Regions from separate parts of the Zea mays genome. Here region 1 is linked to region 2. Evidence: chromatin contacts called from public Hi-C data. All regions are on one chromosome and are shown on one strand. Each heading gives the region's core, a stretch centred on a gene start, on an enhancer-like site or on the middle of the called end of the contact. The rest is flanking DNA. Distances are from core to core; before and after follow the strand shown. Region 1 holds the start of LOC100273319 (myosin heavy chain-related). Region 2 holds the start of LOC103642456 (protein ROLLING AND ERECT LEAF 2).

What was found. A called contact is a pair of places that touch in the nucleus more often than the background predicts.
Region 1: a Hi-C map of tassel shows a contact between it and region 2, with 4 times the contacts expected there. The contact joins the promoter of LOC100273319 here to the promoter of LOC103642456 in region 2. A contact is called at or near these places in 3 of 25 Hi-C or Micro-C datasets (ear, tassel and an unstated tissue).

What each region holds. Positions count from the first base shown.
Region 1 is chr1:195,233,103-195,240,221 of Zm-B73-REFERENCE-NAM-5.0, forward strand. LOC100273319 (myosin heavy chain-related) reads left to right here and starts at 2,753. Exons shown (of 14, transcript NM_001147760.1): 1 at 2,753-2,967; 2 at 4,157-4,284; 3 at 4,343-4,414; 4 at 4,490-4,603; 5 at 4,914-4,982; 6 at 5,073-5,129. The coding sequence starts at 2,769.
Region 2 is chr1:194,964,932-194,971,775 of Zm-B73-REFERENCE-NAM-5.0, forward strand. LOC103642456 (protein ROLLING AND ERECT LEAF 2) reads right to left here and starts at 3,486. Exons shown (of 6, transcript XM_020546612.3): 1 at 3,191-3,486; 2 at 765-847; 3 at 1-671. The coding sequence starts at 612.

The DNA.
Region 1 (7,119 bases), core at 1,503-4,002, 270 kb after region 2:
CCCACCTTACATTAGAGATTTGGACATCAAAAGAAAGCTAAAACATTCTAAAGCTTTTAGATCTCTAAGTTTAGAAGAGGGAGGCAAACATGCCCTAGAATATTGGAGATCGCAGCTACTGCTATCACCAAGTAACACACTAAGATATCGAAGACCGCAACTGCTGTTATCACCGTTTAAAGTACAGGATTCAGTGGTGGTGCTTTTGCTTCTACCTTAACAACTAAGATCTCAATCCATCTTAATTTGTCCAACCGAACTCTGAATGAAAAAAAGAATCGCATTTTTGGAATGATTGACGAGTTAGCACAATGCAGGTTCATAACCTTTGGTTATTTCCAAAATAAAGACTTGTATGTATGGCTATAACAATTTATACTTTTAAAAATGGATACTTATTGAGACCTGATAACCACATTTAGCTAGCTTAGCAGGAGGGAGCATGCTAACTCATAATGCCTTGTAATTACTGAATACTGATGAACCAGCGGAGCCATACCTCATTGACATCCTCAAGTAGCTCTGACAAACAAATTAGGGGACATGACAAACAAATTAGGGGACACTACTTCTGCGTATCTGCATAAGGGCCCAAGAGAGGTGGGGCCCGGCCATAGGAACGAAGCTCTCAGCTCCCACACCATGCACCAGTGAATGCGAGCAGCTGGTCTGGCCTTCTAGTAATCCGATCTGCATGCAGTGTGATCCAGGATTCACGTGGATAAGGATGAAATCAAGAGAGCACTAGCTAGGATCACACGCCAATAGCACAAGGAAGGAATGAGCAAGCGAACCTTGAGGAAAACATCGCCGACGAGCTTCTTTGTGTGGCTCTCCGTCGTTGGTCGCAACCCCCGCCACCGCCCTCACTCGTCGCACATCGCGCTGTGGTCACGGTCAGGGTTGCCCTTCCGTCCGATCGACCGGTCGAGCATGGGGCGATCAAGCAGGACTCGAGGAGGAGGTAGCGGATTTATGGCGACAGATCGAGGTAGCGAGGCCGAGTGTGGGTTGTTGGCTTGTTGCGCCCGTGGGCGTGGCAGGCGGGGGTGGGGGCGGGCGGAGGGATCATGAGCTAGAGGGGGAGATCGTGGAGGGAGTGGGTAGTTTGGAGGGAGATCGTGGGGGATTCCTTTGCGCGGGCGTCTGGGAGTGAGCGGGTGCTCCTGAGATGGCTAAGATCGATGATGAACAGGAGAGCACGGGACGGAGACGGCGCTAGCAGGAAGAGCTAGAGGGCGAGGGCTCGCTGGGCAGAGAAAGCAAAGGAGACTGACCCTAAAGCCAAGTTGGGTCAGGGTAAGAAGCGTTGGACCGCACCAAAGAAACACAGCCCACACGACCTATGTCGTCGTCACGGCTTACACATTTTTATGACCATACTGGCCCGCCAACATAGCTTCTACCGGCTTATAAGCCTTCCTTCTTCAGAGAAAGCAATCGTGGTCAAATGCTCCTGTCGGTGTCAAATTGAGGCAACTTTTTGCACGAGCAGACGTGGGTCCGGTGTGTGCAAAACTAAGGGTGACTGTCACGTGGGCGCCTGTAGTCTGCAATGTGGGCCCAACGTCCGGAGTGTGTGATGGCTTGCACGATAGGATTGGGGGATTTTGTCACATGGGACCGGAGTGCCCCAAGTCAGGAGTTGGTCGACGTCCCGCGTCACAGAATGTGATGGTTTGCCGGACAGCAACGACGGAGGAGCCATTATGGCTTAGTGTGGCATCAGCCATACCTTACTTTTAATAACTCTCATATCTTCTACTATAACAACAAAATAAGACGTGGTGTGGTGGATATTGTGTCTCTAATCTAGTAGCAGGTCTTGAGTTCGATTTATAATTCTTACAGATTTCATTTTTTACTGCCGGACAGGGATGGGGGCAAAACAGGAAATGAAAAAAGGCAGAACGACAGGGTACCCTTACCGCCTTAATAAGTAGTAGAGATATTTTAATTGCTTTATCATCTTTTTAAAGGCCCCTTTTATGTTATCCATGGTGGAGCGATTCAACAAGTTATTGAATTTTTGAAATAATTTTAATTTAATCATCCTTGTACCAGTCTTATATTTCATTCGTCCCAAATTATAATTCGTTTGATTTTTTATATCAAGTTTGATTGACTCGTTTTACTGTTTTATTTATTTTTCGAAAAATAAAAATTTAAAGCTATATTTAAATTATATTATATCTAAATGATATCATAGTAAAAAATAATATTAATTAAAAAATGTTTTGAATAGGATGAGTCGGCTAAATTTAGGGTAAAGGAGTCAATCAAACTATAAATTGATATAAATCGAAACGAAGGAAGTATAATTTATAATCGTACTTTTCTCCACGGAATACATGGAACCGATGGATCGACCGCCCAGGACACCGTCCCCGATCGTCACTGCCACGAAAACAATCACCTCAATGTCGTCGCCGATAACGGCACGCCACCTGACACTGACAGCGTCGAGGGCTCGAGGCGCCCACGGGTCCACGGCACAGTGAATCTATGCCCGTACGCGTACCCAATAGCTTTCCGCCACGTGCGTCCCCGCCCCGTGACCACGTGCCTCCGCCCCAGCGCGGCGTCGTAGAAAAAAAGATCTGCGCCCGAGCGCGAGTCTCCGAACGACAAACACGAGCGCGGGCGCGCACAAGTTCGCCAACCCCCACGCCCCACCCCCCACCCCCCGCGTGCTGCGCGTCGTTGGAACCAAGGATTGGATTAGCCTCGCCGAGGAGGAGGTGGTGGTCGGCGAGGGGCTCGCGGGGATGGGGATCTCGAGGCCCCTTGTGATGGCGATGGCGGTGGCGCTGCTGATCGCCGTCGCCGGTGCGACCGCCGAGGAGCAGGAGCCCCTGCTGGCGGCGGACGCGGTGGCCGGCGCGGTGGAGGCGGCGCTCGGGGAGGTGGAGACCGCGGCGCTCAGGGCCGAGCTGGGGCAACTCCGGGCGAAGATCTCGGCGCTAGGTCAGTGCCCAAGGCTTGAATCCACGGGGCGCGCTTGAATTTTTACACTCGGGATGTTTTGGCTTGGGACGGGTTGGTGGTGGGATCGTCGAGTCTGTGCCGCGCGGCTAGGTTAATTCGTGTTTTGTTTCACTGGATTGACGCCGCCCCGGCGAGCTCCGGACTTTAGGACTGCGACTTCGCGGTGGTTGGTGGGGGTTTAGCGTCTGCTTGCTTCTGGATGGCGACGGTGCGTGCGCGACGGTGCTCGATTCATCGACTTGCTCGGGATGCTGCGGAATTTTATCTGGTTCCCTCTTGCCGATTTCGACCGTGGGATGAAACAGAATTGGATAACTCACTCGTTTTTTTTTTTTTTGGGGGGGGGGGGGGGGGGGGGGGGACTGCTCCTTCTTAGGGAAAAATACAGCAGCGTCCTCTGTTGTTTGTTTACACCGTACCACACCCACCACTACTAGTAGCTTTGTTTCCTGATTGCCGTTTTTACTCTAATTACACGTAAGGTCCCATTTAGAGCAGGTTTAATAATATAGCTAACTGTCCGCTACAACTATAAGGATCTTTGCAGCTTATCTTGTAGCCGATATATAAAGGTTGGCCCTTTACAACTAATATATGGTCCATTTGTCTCTCAATTCTCAAATTTCTTGGTTCCCTTTATAAAGCTGGCTGGTAGTTTGTAGCCCACTTCTACACTCTATCCTCCTCTCTCTTCCATGTCAGTATTTAGCCGGCTTACAATCATCTATTATACTTGCTCTTACTACCACTGTACATTTATACAGTGGGCCATTGTGTAATTGCAGCTCTTGTGCTTCTGCCATGGATGGTGAACCACTGCCATAATTTTTAGGGCCTGCTTCATTGATGTGTACTGAAAATTCCAACCAACTACCCTTCACACAGACCATACTGGCTCGTAATCTTTATTGAATTGAATAGCCTGGGAAAGTCTTATCTATATTAATTGCAGCAAAACAGTAAATTCGTAGTGCTGTGAAGATGCCTGTACTACTGAAGAGTATAAACTCAAACTGTACCACGACATGGAAATAATATCTTCTCATCATGATCTCATTTCTGTCATAAGCTTTACTTTGCCACTTTGTCATTCTATATCTGCCTACCAAGTTAATTCCAATTTCGAGATCCCTCGGGAGCCATCATTATGTTTGTTTTCATGCCACAGAGTCAGACATAGAAGAGCGATCTCAAGAACTGAAGAATAAGGATGATGCCATCATGAACCTGGAGAAAGCCATTGAAGAGAAGTCAAAGGCTATTACCTCTATGCTGGACGAGATTGCTTCCCTCCAGGTATGCAATTTAAAACACAACAGCTAGCCTTAAAACACAACAGCTAATCCATGTACAGGCAAAAGGGTCTGTAGCTGCCGAGGAGCAGGCTAACAAGGCCAATGCCAAGGTTGTTGAGCTTGAGAAGCAGGTAACCATGCTAGCAATGTGTTTGGAATGTGCTAGCTATGTTTGTGATTTCTCATTTTATTTTTCTCCTGCTTAGGTTGACAAGATCAAAAAGGATATTGAAGCACAAAGCAGCCAGAAAGCAGCACTAGAGTATAGGGCCAACGATGCAGAGAAGAAGGTGGAAGTACTGAATGAAAAGCTTAATACAGTAAGTGCATAATCCGTCCTTGGAATAGTTGAGTGTCCTCTTTTAAAAAAAACTGGTGGTCGACTTCTTTTTAGTTTCATGTGCTACTGTAAGTGTATATGCCATCTGCCTTCCATTGCTCTAGTTGGCTATATACAAGCCTGCAACACATCCTTATGACACTAGTAGATCATTAAATTAGATATCTATACTAGAGTCTGAAGTCCATTGAAATTTTAAATTCTATTAGAGACATTTGGTGGAAAACCATTCAAACAAATTGACATTTTAGATGTTTGATTACATTAGTGTTATATTTTTTCCTTGCTAGATCCAAAAGGAAAGTGATGAGAAAAAACGCAAAATCAAGAAGACAGAACGTGCTCTTAAAGTCGCTGAGGTTTGCAATAAGTTTGTTTATTATTAATGCACTTGTGTCCTGGTTGTTGTGTGGTATATATTGTTACGTATTTGTTCGCTCACATTGTAGGAGGAATTAATGAGGTTGCAGTTAGAAGTAACTGCTAAATCAAAACAGCTGTCAGAGGTAAGGATATATTCTGTCACTATCATTAGTTGTACTTGTCGGTGTTTTGACCCGAGGATCCTACCAACTAGTGAATTAGTGCTGGGTGCCTAGATCCAGATGGGTGATGCAGGAAAACACAAGTCTTTATCCTGGTTCGGGCAAGAGAAGGCCCTACTTCTAGCCGAGGGGGGATGAGACTTATATTAATTGCACCTAGGTGCTTGTAGTAGGGGATACAAGCCGGTCGGGAGAGTGAGAGGTTCCCAAGTCCTTGGTGATTGAGGCGAGTGCCAATATCGCCGTGGAGGGTGAAAACCTGTGAAGTGTTCCCCACCCCCGAATGAAGCCCTGGACTCCTTTTTTATAACCTCAAGGAGGGTTCCTAAGAGCGCCACCGTTTGTCGTGTATGGGAGAGGAGACGAGTCTGAGCCCCTGTAGCCGGTATGGCCTTTGTACTAGCTATTGACTTGAACCAGGAGGAGGATGTCTGGTCCCTGTATTTGCATCTTGATCGAGCAGAGAGTCTAGGCCAGGATCTGGGGCTCGGACGCGTACCCGAGCTTGTCCGATGGAGGTGCTGTCCGAGTCGTAGTTATTGACACAGTGATAAGTATAGTGAAAAGCGCATGGTAATTCTCATCATATGGCGTAAAGCAGACTTGACGTTGGTCCTGTAGCCATCCCGTAGTCAGCGGCCTTCGTGGGGGAGTTGGTGGCGTCCTTTGGTCAATGTTATCTAGGCCGAGGCCAGGCTCGGGCGAGACGGAGGTTCCTCTCGAGGCCTTGGTCGATCCTGCCTCGGGGCATGCAGTCGTACAAGGAGGGGTTAGTGTAGTTGTCGGAGTGGCCTCCTGCGGGATTTGCGGGGAGTTGTTGCCGGGGCGGTTGGCCGAAGCCGAGCTCGGGCGAGGCAGAGTTTTCTCCGAGGCCGAGGCCAACTTTGGGCGAGGCGGAGTTCCTTCCGAGGGTGAGACCATGCTCTGACACACGCACGTCCCATCCAGAGTTGTTTGAGCACAGTAGTTGACGTGGGGGATCAGTGGCCATTATTCCCGGGCGTGCGTCATCGTAGTTGGTGAAAGTGGATGGGACCGCGGTCCCATCGCTCCCTGTCTGACTGCGGCATCATGTGGGGTAGGTATTCACATTAAATGCTCATGTCTCCACGGTTCCCGTGACCTTTGGCTGGGGCTGGGCTCGGGGTTGTCCTCCTGTCCGAGACGAGCTTGGGCGAGGTGGAAACCGCCATTTCGTGAAGAGGGGTCGTCGGGCGAGACGAAGATTTCCCGAATGATGCCCTCGCCCAAGGACAGGCTCGGGCGAGGCGGAGTTTTGAGCGACCGCCGAGCGGGGTCTCGGGCGAATTGTGGCCCATCCTTTCTTGACCTCGGGGAATGTGTCTTGTGGTAGTTAGGTGTTAAGTGTGTTTAGGGGCATAATTTGGGTACCCCTAAATACGATACCCGATAGTACTTAAATTTCAGCAATGTAATAACATCATTTAAACGGTATCAAGCCTATAATATGACAAGAACTTATTAATTTCATTGCAATGCATGTTTCTCCTATACTTGTGTGTGGTGTTTGGAGTGCAAACATGTCTGTTTATGTTCCACATAATCATTTTACTAGACAAAGCATGTTGAAAAATCCTGTACTACTACTGATCTATTCCATCTTTTATACTCTTTATTATCGCTGTTTAAAAACAATCATAAAGTAGTATAGGAACAAATAACTTCAATCCGCATCAATTCTTGTGGTTCCCAAAAGTTATTTGCAGTAATCTATTAAGGCATCGATTTCCTTCAGTTGCGTGTTTCCATTTTCTGCCACCAGTTCTAGAGAAGTTCCGATAAATTTTATGTTCCACAATAGGTACATACCTTTGAGCTGCACTATTTGTTGCTTGGCACTTCATTAATGTGTTCAAATTTCTAATGGTTACCCAGACTAGGCTAAGCAGAGTATACTTATTGTAGTTTTACTGCCTTGAACAGCAAATTT
Region 2 (6,844 bases), core at 2,236-4,735:
GCTTGGCCTGTCATAAGATGCATAATAAGAAGTCCTCATTGTCTCCTGGGTTGATGGAGGTGCATAGCTTGGCCTGTCATAAGGCATGCAATAGGAAGAATTTCTAACTGTTTCCTGGTCCAATGGAGGTGGGTAGCTTGGCCTGTTATAAGGTGGCGGGTAGTATGAAGACGATCTCACTGGTGAAGAGGGTGTTGGTAGGAATCTATCCACCATGACACTGTCGTTGTCCATAGGGTAATTTGACTCGACACGGACTGTTTCCACCGGACGTGGGTGCTCCTCAATGGACACTGATGGGTTAGGCCCTGACCTCAGGTACCTTGAAACATGAATAGTTCTCTTCTCATATGAACCATAAGGCAGACCAAGCATCTCTGGCTTCTGTTGCTTGATAGGGGAGATGAATGTATCGAAGATTAGCTCATGGTGATCATCTCCGGCAACAAACCGTTGGAGAGCCACCGAAACACGCTTCAGGGACTCAATGTAAGCAATGTGGGAAGATGCAAATCGGTTGCGCTGCTCCAGTGCCTGCTTGATCAAGTCCCTTCTGTCCCGGCACATCTTGACAGCCTCCTCATCTTCTAACCTGGAAGCAGCACATCCCATCTCTCCAAAGCCTTGTATAGTGTTCAAGAACCAGTCATGCTTGTATCATAATCTTTGAGCTTGATCGTGAGAAGAAAAAATGACAGATTGTTACAGAAAAGTTTCAGCATCAGGAAACCAGGTATTGCTTTATCCATCGCTGTGGAAATTACCTAAAACTGTAGAAAGGTCACTTGTTGAAGCAAGAATACTGCTGTTGAAGCCAGCGGATGGGGGGATGACCTGGACCACAATCCTACAACAACAACAAAACCTTTTAGTCCCAAGTAAGTTAGAGTAGACTAAAGTTGAAACGCAACAGAAGCTACAAATCAAGATTTGGTCATGTGGATATTTGTTTTCAGTTTGCTCCTAATCAAGGTTAAATCTGTGGGTATATTCTATCATTTCAGGTTTTCTTTTACTGTCGCTTCCTATGTCTTCCCTTGTATCTCTTGCCATCTCGCCTTAGAATTCCACTATACACTAATGTCTCTAGAAGTCTTTGTTAGACATGTTCAAATCATCTCAATTGGTGTTGGACAAGCTTTTCTTCAATCAGTGCTACCCCTGCCTATCACGCATATTATCATTTCAGACTCGATTCCTTCTGGTATGACCACAAAAGTATGTTTCGAAGAGTTCATAAACAACAAGCATGTTCCAAAGTGTTCATAAACAACATTGATGACGTGAAATGATCATATACAATAAGCTTACTACATGTATCAGCAGAGAACTAAAGCATATGTGATCCATGTGCAAGTCGAAAACCATAAAGGATAGATTCAATGCCAAAGACTCCTATATGAGTGGGGTCTAGAGAAGAGATAAACCGAGACAAGTTTTTCCTGCAAATGCGGAGAGGCTGTTTCAAACCTGTGACTTGGTGACTTGTTGAGACAGCTGCACCAGGTTTCAAGAACCATGAGAGGATGACTACTTGGCCACTTATATCAAGCCCTGAAACTATCATTCCCAAAAGTGGAATGAAAGCTACAAGACATCAGAAAGACGATCCTTTTTGCAAACGAAATGCCCCACTGCAACATGCCCTACACCGCAACCAAATTGTTTTCTCCTTATTGAAGAGGACTAAGGAAGCATGAAAGTGAAGAATATCGTCCTTGGCACAGCAAGAGATGAAGGGGGGCCTACCTTCTGCTACTTGCGTAATGGTGGTCACAGTAAACGGACTCGACAATTAAACTAAATTCAGTTCAGGACACTGAGATGCTGGGCGAGGACAGCGCCTTGAAAACTAGCAGTGCTGGTACAATCCCACATTTTGTTTCAGGGACAAATAATGTCACCATTAATGTATTTAAACCATAGGCAGACACGAAAGGCAATAAAATAGAAAGATATCGTCGTATAGGTGAAATCAGGGATCAGCCGCTGAAGATTTTAACAGTAAAACGAGAGCAGGATTGTAAGCCTTGGACACTGTACAAACTGGTGGACCTGGATGGAGTAATCGTGTACAACTTTGTCTCTATGCAGTCGGCGAAAGTAAACATAAAAACACACAAAATGCAGGTAAAGCCCCAAATTCTGGTGGTAATTTATAGCTAATAACAACTTTGTCTCTTTGCACACTGAGAGAGAGAGAGAGAGAGAGAGGTCACGGGCTCTTTGTAGCTCAGGAACGAAACTGATTCAGAGAAAGGGAACTGCTAGGAATCCAAAGCGGGTTCAGTTTCTCTTGATAGTCTGAGAAGAAAAATGGGGGTGGAGCGGGAAGTTCTACGAAACTCCTGTTCGCGCTGAAAATCTCGATCTTTTAACAGATCGGATCATCAGAGAAGGGCCGTTGTATGCCGCGAGGTGGAACCGTGAACTCAGCTGAGAATGAAAGTGCAAGTGCACGCATGTCTGTCTTACTCTTAACGCATCACACAGTCCATGCTGAAGCAGGGAGAGCTGAAATCGATTTATTGAAAGGTCTGATCCCACAATAATCCGAAAACCCACAGCGCATTCCTGACGAACACCAAAGGTAGGCACGACGAGGGACCAGCTGGTGAAGGAGACGCGAGGGAAAAAAACAGGAGAAAGACGGGGGGGGGGGGGGGGGGGGGGGGGGGGGGGGGGGGGGGGGGAAAGAGAGAAAAATGTAGCCGTGAACAACCCCCCCTCTCGCCAATTGCCAAATCAAAGACCGAACGGCGACAGGCACAATGTAAGAGAGGAAAGGGGAGAAGGGAGGCCGAGTGAGCAGGAACAGGCAGAGGCGGGCATGATTGTGAAGTGCCAAGGAAGCAAAGGCGACGAGGAACGGTCGAACGGAGGATGAAACAGAGGGGAGGGCGGGCGTACCGACTACCGAGAGAAGAGGAACCAGGGAAGGGACGGACGGCGCACACGTTCTTGAAGCGCTGAAAAGGACGCGCGCAATTCTTAAAGATCGGGAGCAGCTAGCTCCTCTACAAGAACGAACCCATTCCTCCCGCCTCTCTCTCTCTCTCTCTCTACCCGCTTTGGCGTTCCACAGATTTGTCGCCCCGGCCGCATCGATTGCGAGCATTAATTTAACAGAACGAAAGGTGCGATGCGTGTGTGCATTTTCGCATTAGAATAAGAATCGGAGGTAGTATACCTGAGAGAGAGGGAGTGAGGGAGACGGCCTTCTCTTTTCCAGGAGGCTGCTGCTGCTGCTGCTGAGTGTGTGAAGTGTGAACAAGACGGAGTCTTTGTGCAACTGCAGTCTGCAGAGGTGGGAGAGAGAGAGAGAGTGTGTGGAGTGGATTGGAGTGGCATAGCAGGGAAACGAAGTAGAGAGAGAGAGAGAGGCTACAACGGTCAAAATGACGGGAGGAGAAATCACCGGCGATGAGAGAGGGAGGGAGTTGAGAGAAGAGAGAGAGTGTGTGTGTGTGAGAGAGAGAGATGTGTGTGTGAAAGCAGACGCTACTGGAGGGTAGGCCAGCCAGATGCTATGCGAAACTGAATTCAGGCGTGGCCCCACATTTCTTTGTTACTAGTAGTATTTTTCTTCCCAATAATACCTCACTCGTTATTTTCTTTTTCGTCCTTTCACCAATGATTTTCTCTCTGCAAATGTTTCAGGCGTCATGGGCCTACATTGGGCCTGTTTGTTTCGGCTTCTGGCAGCTTCTGGTCACCAAAAGCTGCTGCGGACTGCCAAACGCTCAGCTTTTCAGACAGCTTCTATAAAATTCGTTGGGGCAAAAACCATCCAAAATCAACATAAACACATAATCAGTTGAGTCGTTGTGATAGTAGTAATCCGTCACTTTCTAGATCCTGAGCCCTATGAACAACTTTATCTTCCTCCACACGTAATCGTAATGATACTCAGATTCTCCTCACAGCCAGATTCTCCCCACAGCTAGATTTTCAGAAAAGCTGATCAGAAAAAAGCTGAACCAAACAGGCCCATTTTCTTTCTTAGTACTAGCATATACATTTTTTTTCTTCATGGAAATTGGTCTATGAAGGATGAAGCACATTCCAAGCAACTTAAGACCCGTTTGAATCCGCCTAACTAGCTATTAGTCGCCTTGACGAGAGAAAAAATAGGTAATTATTAGCTAATTAGTAGGTAAGACGTTAGCTGCCTTGTTAGCTGGAGCTCAAATTTGTAGTGTTCTGTGGTTAAGACGTTAGCGGCGACGGCGTAGGTAAACCGGAACCGGCATTAGTTAATTTATTTCTTCAAAAGATCAGCATTAGTTAGTTTTTTATGCTATATGGATTACAAGGATGACAGTAGGGCCTCATCGAGAAATAGCCCCCATCATCGTCACACGATGAAATTTTTTCCCGTGGATATTCTCGTGAACGTTTGCGGGAGATATTTCTTCCTCATCTCCGTTCACCGCGGGAATAAATCTGTGACGGGAATCCCATAACCACTTAAATTATAATTAGGACATACTTTCTTTGTTATTAATGCACACCGTTGTCACTTATACACATTGTCAAATGTAAGAAAACTTTATATGTACATCAAAATGAATACATTTGTATAATAAATGGTCTCTTGATAAGATAATATTTAGTTTTATCAACAATTATTACGTAGAAATATCGTCACATATAAGTTTAACTGGTCCCGCGAGAACAGGGATGGAAATGCTTCCCCGTCCCCGTTTACCTATCAGGGGGGGGGGGGGGGAGTTTTTCTCCATTTGCATCCCCAAGAAACTTTCACATAGTCATCTTCTAATGGATGGATTCCCCATAGAAAATTAGAGATAGGGCTCGTTGCCATCCCAATGGATCCAAATTGTGGCTTTGCATAAGGAATGAAACTACTTTTACAACATGTTTATTTGTTGATAATTTTTTATCCCTGTAAGGGCTAATTTGGAAATACTATTTTTTCAAGAAATTTTTATTTTTTCTAAGAGAAATTAGTTTTTTTAGAAAAATAAGAATTTCTTAGAAAAATGAGTTCTCAAACTAGCTCTAAGGGTTTTTTTTTTCTCTACCTGACTCTCTCTCTCTCTGCAAAGGAGCATTCTTGTGTTCGTTAGATTAAAAAATCTCTTTCCTTTCTCGTTGGTCCGCGATGATTTATTACGTGGCACGTGCGCATGTGTATGCGACAAAGTTTCCTACGCTAGATGATAAGAAGATGAGGTGTGGCGAAAACTTGGACCGTTCGGAGAGTCCAAAAAACAGGGTTCTGAAAACTTTGGCATGCTGCTTACCAAACTGTTTTTTCTTTTCTTTTTGGGTCCATGGCATTCGACCTCACCAGAGAAGGAGAAATCTCCCACGCCAGGAAGCTTCACTTCACCCCCTATCCTTCGCGTCCAAAACAGATGCCTTTTCGATTCATTTTCAGCTCGGTTTTTTGTTTTTTTTCACGGTTTTCTGAATTCAGTTTGGCCGTCAGCCGGCCCGTTATGCGTGACCTTCATGCATGTCGCGCTAGACGCTTCACAAAGATCTCATTCTCATGTGCTCCGGGGGACGGTCAGGGGGACAATCAAGCAAGTTCTTGTTTGCAAGTACCCAGTTTTTAAAAAATAGTTTATAGAAATTAAGATGGTTCCAAATATATCAGTTTATATTTTATTTTATAAAAATTAGATTGTCAGTTTTTTAAAAACCAATAAGCTAATATTTCCTAGCTAAAAGATAAAAATCAGTTTCCTAAAAACTAGATTCCTTCCAAAGGAAGACCTTAGTTACACCAAGAAACGCTTTTTAAAACGCAGAGAGAGAGAGCGCGCGTGAAAAAAAGAGAAGAACCTTTTGAAAATCAAAACAAACGAAAACCTTTTCCTTCACACCAAAAGACGAATTTATTTCTTGAGTGGATATGCCTTGGAGCTATAGATGTTCAATCAGGTCGTCCGACCTGACCCAGTTTCATTCACGGGTCGTGTCGTACTGGCCTACAGGCCCATGAACGAGACCTAGGCACGTCTCGTTGGCATGTTTATCATGTCAAGCCAGTTTGTGGACGAGAGACCTATACTAGACCGTCATGTTTAAATAGCAAAAAATGCTAAAATGTGTAAAAATAGGGATATTAACCATGGTTGTTAGTTTTAAATAAAAAGTTTATCTACATCCACTTAACCAACAAGACACATGTATTTTTATGTTTTGTACCTTTTATAATCATATGTAATATAGATGATTATATTAACAAAAATAAGAAAATATAAAAACTGGTTAGGTCAGGTTGAGCCCACCGTGCCGCATCTTAGACCAAACATGACCCCGTAGTCATGTCGAGTCGTGTTCATGCCAAACCAAAACCGTGACAGTTTACGGCTTACCGAGAGGTCCATCCGTTTAGACATCTATAGTGAATCTTACCGAGCCACTATGTATGCAGCTTGCTCAAGCTATGTGGCCTAGCTAGTACGGTAGTACCCCACAAAGGGCACAAGCACCGAGCCTGAGAGATGGATGCAATTGCAAGCAAAAGACCACGAAAAAAGGATTGGGACAATAGATGCCCGGCTCGATCTTTTTAAGGCACTGCTCAAATTCTGACGAAGGTTCGTCAGATGCCCTTGCTGCACTGAGTGGGTGTAGGCTTGGATTAACCTGGAGGCTGGAGCAAGAGGGTTCACAATCTCATGTTCTTTGTGCGCAGACGTGTCCAAGGTCTGCGCAAAGCAGTCAGTCACAACAAGTTAATTTTATACGTACCGGTCATATCTTAAAATACAATTACTCATCAAGGCTTCTAAATATTTTGTTACTTGATACGTAGAACTAGCAGCGCGTAGGGGGCGAGGGCTCGCCCGGTTGCCCCCTTGCT